Linked DNA regions of Mus musculus: region 1 is linked to region 2. The links are chromatin contacts, called in public HiChIP or PLAC-seq maps. All regions are on one chromosome and are shown on one strand. The core of a region is the stretch at or near the end of the contact, and the rest is flanking DNA. Distances in the headings are between cores, read along the strand shown. Region 1 holds the start of Rpl7l1 (ribosomal protein L7-like 1). Region 2 holds the start of Ttbk1 (tau tubulin kinase 1).

Evidence for each region. HiChIP or PLAC-seq counts read pairs in DNA pulled down with a chosen protein or histone mark.
Region 1: an H3K4me3 HiChIP or PLAC-seq map of embryonic limb bud shows a contact between it and region 2, with 2.9 times the contacts expected there. The contact joins the promoter of Rpl7l1 here to the promoter of Ttbk1 in region 2. A contact is called at or near these places in 2 of 39 promoter capture datasets (both in liver), 3 of 115 datasets of contacts at active chromatin or transcription factors (embryonic limb bud, memory CD8 T cells and pancreatic cancer cells) and 2 of 9 other capture datasets (liver and macrophages).

Annotation. Positions count from the first base shown.
Region 1 is chr17:46,780,079-46,784,618 of GRCm38.p6, forward strand. It overlaps Rpl7l1 (ribosomal protein L7-like 1), which reads right to left and starts at 2,578. Exons shown (of 7, transcript NM_025433.3): 1 at 2,541-2,578; 2 at 1,705-1,813; 3 at 313-473. The coding sequence starts at 2,554.
Region 2 is chr17:46,485,656-46,490,213 of GRCm38.p6, forward strand. It overlaps Ttbk1 (tau tubulin kinase 1), which reads right to left and starts at 2,020. Exons shown (of 15, transcript NM_001162864.1): 1 at 1,771-2,020.

The DNA.
Region 1 (4,540 bases), core at 1,328-3,827, 290 kb after region 2:
AGTACTGGCTGCTCTTCCAGAGGTCCTGAGTTCAATTCCTAGCACCCACATGGTGGCTCACAACCATCTGTAATGGGATCTAATGCCCTCTTCTGGTGTGTCTGAAGACAGCTACAGTGTACTCATATACATAAAATAAATCTAAAAAAAAAAAAAAAAAAAAAGAGCCCCACCTTCACCCTGAGTGTCCTTATGTCACCCATGGTCCTAATTCCGAATCCTAGCCAATCTTCTGTAGTAGGTTAGGCTTTGTCTCCCTACAGAGCCATCTGAAGTTGAACCAAGGACTCTGAAAACACACTGGTACTGTACCTTTCCATGCGTATAACGAAGGCCAAGGGATGTTTATCAGGCACCTCCAAAGCACGAGGCTTCACCTCCAGCCGCTGGACACGCACCTTGTCACGTTGCTGTCGCCAGGAATCATGCACGAAAGATTCTAGTCGTCTGAACCTGAATTGCTTTCCTTTTCTCTGTGGCAGAGAAGACACGCATCAGCATCTCTTCCCCTCCACAGTTAACCCAGGACCATTAGTAAGAGAGCTCAGCTCTCAAACGTTCTGCAAAGTGGGCAGACCATTACCTAAGGGGCACATGAAGAGGCCAGATGGAACTGAGAGATGTAAGAGCAGTCAGTGCTCTTAAGGGCTGAAGAAAAGTTTGTGGTGAGCTCATATGCTGGTAACATTTAATACAGGTGTTTAGGAAACTCAACACTATATTAGGCATCATTAAACAAGAGGATTTTCTTCTCTTTGCGTTCAAAAATCCTGTACATACTGTGTGCAGAATCTACACATTGGTTTTTCGAGACAGGGTTTCTCTGTGTAGCCCTGGCTGACCTGGAACTCACTTTGTAGACCAGGCTGACCTCGAACTCAGAAATCCGCCTGCCTTTGCCTCCCGAGTGCTGGGATTAAAGGTGAGCCACCATGACCAGGAATTTTTTTTTAATTAGATATTTTCTTTATTTACATTTCAAATACTATCCCGAAAGTTCCCTATACCCTCCCCCCAAAGATTTATTTATTATTATATGTAAGTACACTGCAGCTGTCTTTACACACACCTGAAGAGGGAGTCAGATCTCATTATAGGTGGTTGTGAGCTACCATGTGGTTGCTGGGATTTGAACTCAGGACCTTCCGAAGAGCAGTCAGTGCTCTTAAGGGCTGAGCCATCTCTCCAGCCCACACGTGATTCTAAATAAACTTTTAAAATTGTTGGATACTTTTGGTTTGAGACAGGTTCTCTTTATATAGCCAAACTCTCCATTTTCCTGTCTCAACCTTCTAGAATGCTGAAAAGTGTGCCACAGATAGCAATTTAATCGCAGCATTCTAGAGGCCTAAGTAGGCTGATCTGTTAGTTTGAGGCCAGCCTGGTCATACAGTATTCCAGACCATATGTACAGACCCCATCTAAGAAACAAACCAACCCCAACAAAACATTTTTAAAATAATCTATTTTTTTCCCTGCCAAATTTGGTTTTACCACTAAATTTGAATTCAGAAAATGTCTTCACTTTTCCCTTAAAGGCTGGTCTAACATTTTGCTCACAGAAAGATGGTGGGTAAATCTTTGCTAAATGGAGGACTATGAGGGAGAAACCTGTGAGGGATCTGATAACAAATCTAGTTCAACGAACACCGTTTAGTAAAATCCGTCCACTACAAATCCTAACCCCCCCCCTCTCAGAATTACCTCTCTCTTTGCCAAAAGTGCCTGCTTTGCCTGAGTGGCTTTGAGGGCTTGATAAGCCTTCCTCTTTTTCAGAAGATTTTCTGGAACCAAAGGAATTTTTTTTCTTTCCCTGATAAAGGAACAAATTTGACATTAATGAAAATTGCCAAACCAACATTTGGTGGCTTTCCAAACCAATTCGAGATCCTGGTCTTCCCGGGACCTAAAGTTTCTGATGAGTCTTCGCCGTGCTCCTGTAATGCTCACTCGTCCCGAGAGCCTTTAAAAATCAGGAAAAACCTTTGCTCTCTGGGTTCGTTTTGGTCCGTGGAGCTTTAACAACTGTAGGCTATGACCTGTCACTAGCGGCAAGGAAATTCTAGTAAAATCCAGAAAGGGGCTATCACAGATCCATCAAGAAGAGTAATGATTAAGTCGAGCTAGGATGAGGTGGGGGGGGGGGGCACATGAAAGCAGGAGGGGGAATTGGGGGGAAAGAGCTTGGTGGAAGACGCAGGGGAATAAGAGATGATGGGGAGGTGATACGATCAAAATACACTGTACGTGTGTACCAAACTGTGAAAGACATGACAGCCAAGCTGAGCGAACTCAACTCTGGCGCTACGCAGCCACTCGCCCCTCCGAACCTCAGTTCCTCTTCTCGCTGCTTCCAAAGTCGTCCCGATCCCTGGTCGCGGAGCCCTACAGCATCTCAGCCCCCACCTTGACTTCATACTATGGAGCCTTTTTCTTTTCTCTCCACAGCCCACAGCTTCCTTTTGTATCACCAGAGTACAAACAGAAAGGATGGCATCGGATCCTCAAAGCCCCATAGAGAGATCCGAAGACACACTCACCCTTCCTCCGCCATCTTTCCGGTGCTTCAGCTACTGCGCTTGCGCAGCCTCACCGGGCGGGGTAGAGAGGCCCGCCTCGACGTCTCTTGTATCATAGAGACGGACTCTCGCTCCCGCAGGAGGACTCAGGCAGCCTGAGATTCCTTAGCGAATGTGAGCGTCTGGGAAAAGGTCTTGCTAGCCAGGATTCCGGCAAAAAACCCTCCAGTTTTCTTCCCATCCCTTCTAAGGTCTCTAGAGTCTGACACCCGTCTGGATCCAACCCTTTTCAGTTAGGCTGTAGGGTCTCGAACTCGGCCGCTTGTGAACAATTTAAAGGCTTTCCACAATGCATCTGCAGCTTCCGCTACGGCACGGGCTCTACAGAAGTTGGCCGCCTTGCTTAGGTGAGGTTTTTATTCCCGGAGACTTGAAGGACCGACGTGGCACTCACATTTGGTGGGCGGTTATTTGTGGAGGATTTGCGGAAATAAAAATGTGTCACCTACTCTGTGAGCCTTTGAATTCCTCACCTTTCTGCATCTCGGCTTCCTCATCCGTACAATGAATATCTACGGGTTCCCAGTGGCCGCCAGGGGGCTCCTTAAGATTTACAAAGCCTTAGCACAAGTTGGGTAAACAGTGGAGCCAGAAACTAGAAATGCTCCATTTCCATCTCAGAGCCTTCACTTGTTTAAGTTTCTCAGAATTTACTCCCATTGCCACATACTAGCACAGTGCTGTTTTATGCTAGCACAGTGCTGTTTTATGCTCTAGCCTAGGACAACGCCACTATATAACACTAGAAAGGGTCGCCACCCACAGCCTTTATCCTACACCTTTGGCTTATGGGCAGGAGACTTTTCTTATTTTCTGTGTCTCTTCTGCACCTCACTACACCACTTCACTACAGTGGGACTCTGCAAGGAATTGTTGAGTACCCAAGGACTGATACATGATGTTGGAACACACTAAAAAACTAGTCCACTCAACACGCTAATGTCATTACCAGATGAATGTCAAAGGAGATTAAGGGCACGACCTCTTCCGGCCTCCTGCACCAGGCATACCAGGTATTCTAAACTATTCCATGGATTGCGCTAGAACCATGCTTGTTTTTAAGTTTCCTCAAAAATCTCTGTCCGGGGCTGGTGAGATGGCTCAGTGGGTAAAAGCACCCGACTGTTCTTCCGAAGGTCCAGAGTTCAAATCCCAGCAACCACATGGTGGCTCACAACCATCTGTAACAAGATCTGACGCCCTCTTCTGGAGTGTCTGAAGACAGCTACAGTGTACTTACATATAATAATAATAATAATAATAATAATAATAATAATAATAATAATAATAATAAAATATATATATATGTCCCATATTGGGTGAGCCACTTGTCTATGTGACAGAGAAAGAAGAGCAAAATAAAAAATAAAAACAATAGTCCTAGTGGGGACTGTCGCTGCTCATCTCATAATATTTGCTTGTTTTTAAAGATTTATTTATTTATTTATTTATTTTACTTATATGAAAACGCTGTAGCTGTCTTCAGACACACCAGAAGAGGGCCTCAGATCTCTTTACAGATGGTTATGAGCTACCATGTGGTTGGTAGGAATTGAACTCAGGACCTCTGGAAGAGCAGTCAGTGCTCTTAACTGCTGAGCCATCTCACCAGTCCTCATTTTTTTGGTTTTTGGAGACAGGGTTTCTCTGTGTAGCCTTCGCTATCCTGGAACTCACTCTGCACACAGTCTGGCCTCAAACTCAAAGGTCCTCCAACCTCTGCCTCCTGAACACTGAGATTAAAGGTGTTAACCACCACTGCCTGGCTCACCTCTTATTCTTTTGATTTTAATTTAATGCTCTAAAATTTTTGTTAAAGTATAAATGTCATCTTAAAAGTTGGAAGAGCCGGGCGTGGTGGCGCACGCCTTTAATTCCAGCACTTGGGAGGCAGAGGCAGGCGGATTTCTGAGGTCGAGGCCAGCCTGGTCTACAGAGTGAGTTCCAGGACAGCCAGGGCT
Region 2 (4,558 bases), core at 770-3,269:
GAAATGACTGAACTGAGTCCCTCTGATCCTTACAATGCTAGGGCTGTGGGGCAGCAGGAGTTTGGAAGAAGGTAGAGACATGAGAAAGATGGGAAGAGATGGAGTAGAGCTTTGGAATATAGGTCGGGGACAAGACTGAGGCAGCTGGCCATGGTACCACACTCCTGGGATCCCAACACTCTGGAAGTGGAGGAAGAAGGGTGAGGAACTCAAGATTAACCTTGGCTACACACCAAGTTCAAGGCCAGCCTGGTCTACAAGATATCCCAAATATAAACAAGAAAAAAAATTAAACAAACAAAGACTGGAGAAAGCAATGGAACTTGTGTGGAGGAGACCTTAGCTGGAACCAATTGTAGCTTCGCCTGTAGTGTGCAAGAGGCCATGGGCCACAGCGGGGGCAGTGGGAGTTAGATTTTGGCGGGGGCGGGGGGGGGGGAGAGCTCAGTGGTTGAATACATACCTAGCATGTTTAAGGCGCCAGTTTCAACTCCCAACATCATCTTTAAAAAAATTAATAAAAAGGGGGGCTGCGGGCCTGCCAAGACCATTCTGTGGGAAAAAGCCCTTGCCATCCGTTTTGATAACCCACGATTGATTCCTGAGACCCTTGTGGTCAAAAGAGGGAAGCTGCTCCTGTAATTTGTCCTCTGACCTCCACATGAGCACTGTGGCAGGTGTGTACCCTCTACGCACAAAATAAGCAAATAAAATGTGATCAGGGGGTGAGGGGTTGAGTACTTGCTAACAAGAAGTACAAGGCCCTACATTCAGTCCCCAGTACTGAAAAGAAGAAGGAGAAGAAGGAGAAGAAGGAAGAAAATTGTTGAGCAACCTAGGTGGGCGTCTCAGTCCTGCCTAGTGTGGCTCTGCAGGTGGATGAAGAAACTCTGTGTGCTGTTCACACTTGGTACTCAAGGAAATCTTAAAGGAATGGGTGAGGAGAGAAAAGTAGGACCCGGCCATCCTGTCCACCTCCCTTCCCAGGGGATGCTTCCGAAGAGCCCACTTAGCCCAGATTGGGTTGACAAGCTTGGCTGACCAGCTACTCAGGTCCCTTTGTGTGTGTGTGTGTGTGTGTGTGTGTGTGTGTGTGTGTGTGTGTGTGTGTGTAGGCATGGCTGTGTGCATGCATGAGAATGTGGGCCAAGTGGCAAGAGCAAGCAAGCTAAGTGCTTCGGAGCTTATCGTGGTTTGGGAGCAGAAGAGTTGATGTGCGGCTCTTCAAGGCGTGAGGCCGGAATGTGTGGGAATCTCAGAGTCCAGGTTAGGAGAGGTGAAGCCACGAGGAACAGGAGAAAAGAGGTCTGGAGGAGAGTGCAGCGAGCAGGGTAAGTCGGAGTGACAGGAGGAGGGGAGGAGAGAGGAGGTAAGTAAGACAAGAGACTGGCGGAGATCATGGTGGCAGGGACAGTGACAGGACCACGGGAGGGGCTTCTGGGCACGGCTGGGAAGTAAAAGGGAAGCTGGTAGGGACTGAGGATGGAAGAGAGGGTCTGGAGACATCTTCACGACCTGCCAGAGGTGACAGGAGGGAAATCACAGGGACAAGGGACGCGGGGTTGGAGGGTGGGTCTGTGCGGGGGCTGGGAGCCGCTCCAGGCCTCGGGCTGTGGCCCAGGGAGTGTAGGCCGGCGTCCCGGCTCCTAGCGGCAGCGGCGACGACCGCTGCGGGACAGGAGCCGAGCCCTGGGAGGTGAGCCCGGCGGGAGGCCCGATGTACCCCAGGAGGGACCCCCGGCCCACCCTCCCGGCCCCGCCCCGCCTCACCTGCTCGGTGTCCGCTGCGGCTGCGGCTGCGGCTGCGGCGGCGGCGGTGAAGGCAGCGGCGCGGGGCGGCGCATCCCCCGGGGCCGGGGCGGGGCGGGGGCGGCTCAGTGCAGCGCTGGGCGGCCCGCTCCCTCCGGCGGTGGCGGCGGCGGCCTCCCGACCGCGACCATCCCGGCCCGGCCCGGCCCGGCCCCGATCCTCCTCGGGCGACGGCGGCGGCTGCGAAGTGGGGAGCTGCCCACAATGCACTGCGCCGCCAGCATCAGCACCAGCCCTGACATCACCGCCCCACCGCCCTGGCCCTTACATCACTGCCGTTTTTTTTTTTTTTTTTTTCCTGACATCACGTTCCACTCTGCCCCCCTAGACTCTGCCCGGGAACTCTCATATGGTCTCGTTACAGCTACCAGGTTCTCTTAACTGATCTATGCCGTTCACTTGACCATAGGCTCCTTCCTTACCTGTTCCCAGAAACCTCTCTTGTCTCCATCACCTTTTATCTCCCCCACTTCGCAGAATATCTCCTTTACTCCTTGCCTGACCCCACTAGACTCACCTGGTCCCCGATTCCATCCTCCACATAGCCACTGTACTTCCCTCTTAAGCCTTCTCCTCAACCTGTGCCTGTCCTTCCCATATGGCTCTGTCACGATCTCTCCTAACAGCATCCCACATCTGGACATACTACCCCTCATCTGTAACCCTCTCCTCATCAAGTTCTTGCTTGCCTTTTCTCCTGGTTTACCTTCTCTTTCTTAGGCCCTTTCTTCCAACTGTTGACAGACTCAATCACTGTTTCTTATTGCTTACCAAATAAGATACACACTCTTTACTGTGACATTAAAAACTCTTTCCAACATATGCCCATAAGGCTATTACTCTCCTGACAGATGGGGATTACTCAATATTCTCAGAGTATACTCTGCGCTTTGCCTCTCTCGGTTCCTCCCCTGTTGCTTATACCCTCCACGAATGTAGAGGGAGCATCTTCAACAACAATAATAATAGCAGCAGGTACACCTGCCAGACACATTAACTTTTGTAATCTTTATAAGTATCTTAGAAAGAAAGATCACTCACTGTGCAAGCTTAAAGACCCGAATTTGGTTCCTAGCACCAGAGTTAAAGGCCAGGAGCTGTGGTGGGTGTCTCCAGACCCAGCTCGGGGGAAACAGACAGTCAAATCCTCAGAGCTTTTTGGACAATCTAGCTCCAGGTTCAGTGAAAGAAGAGACCCTATAACAAAGCAATAAAGAAGAGAACACACACACACAGAGACAGAGAGAGAGACAGAGACAGAGAGAGATACAGAGAGAGACAGAGAAAGGGACAGAGACAGAGAGAGACAGACAGACACAGAGAGACAGACAGAGAAAGAGTGAAAAAGCTGGCAAGATAACTTGATAGGATAAAAGTGTTTGCCTCAGAGGCCTACCTGACAACCTAAGTTCTGTTCATAGAACTCGTAGTGGAAGGAGAGAGGCAATGACTACAAAGTTGTCTCTGACTTTCACATATGCACTAAAGCATGGGCACACCTGGCACACACAGGCCCACACTCAGATATACAAATCATGCACACACACATAATAATAATATAACAATAATAATACATTTTAGCCGGGCAGTGGTGGCTCACGCCTTTAATCCCAGCACTTGGGAGGCAGGGGCAGGTGGATTTCTGAGTTCCAGGCTAGCCTGGTCAACAGAGTAAGTTCCAGGACAGCCAGGGCTATACAGAGAAACCATGTTTCAAAAAACCAAATAATAATAATAAGCCGGGCGTGGTGGCACACACCTTTAATCCCAGCACTTGGGAGACAGAGGCAGGTGGATTTCTGAGTTCGAGGCCAGCCTGGTCTACAGAGTGAGTTCCAGGACAGCCAGGGCTATACAGAGAAACCCTGTCTCGAAAAACCAAAATAAATAAATAAATAATAACAATAATACATTTTAAGAGAAAGATGAAATGTTTTCAGGAAAGTAGATGCCACTGAAATCATTGTGTTAAGTGAATAAGCAGACTCAAAAAGACAGATACTTTATGTTTTCTGTCAAATGTAGGACCTCGTCTGGCAGTGTAGAAAGGAGCCTGAGGCCAAACCATGGTTTAAGGTGGAAGAAGAGAAGCAAGTCCCAAAGGTTGCCCTCTGACCTCCACACACGCTCCATGGCATTGAAGCACACGTGTGTGCACACATGCGAAAGCATTTCTAAAATTGTGTGTGTCGTGAAACAAGAAAGCAGCCCATGAAAAAGGTAGAAGAGATCCTAAGGGAGTAGAGAGGGTGATGGAGTAGGTATGTGTGATAAGGAAGCAGAGGGGGAATTGGAGGGAAGAAAGGGGTCCAGGCAGGGGGGACAATTCATAAGACGAGGGCAGTGGGGCAGATACTGAACAAGAACAAAATATAGTCACACATACGTACAAAACGACGCCATGCAATCTCTCCCTTCATATGCTAACCTTTAATAAGAAAGGGTGGGGCAGAGACACAGCTGTTCAAATGCTTGCTACTCAAGCAGGAGAACAGAGATTCATCACATCAAACCGCCATGTGAAAGACAAAACAAAGCTAAGTCTACAGTGTGGGCTGGAGTCCCAGAGCTGCTGTGTGGTGACTGACTAGCTAGTCTAACCAAACTGGGGGTGGGAGAGGGGGCTCCGGGTTCAATGAGATACTCTCTCAACAAACAAGATGGAGAGCCATTGAGGAAGATACCTGAGATCAACCTCTGGCCTCTATAAGAGCATACACACACACACACAAACAGAGAGAGAGAGAGA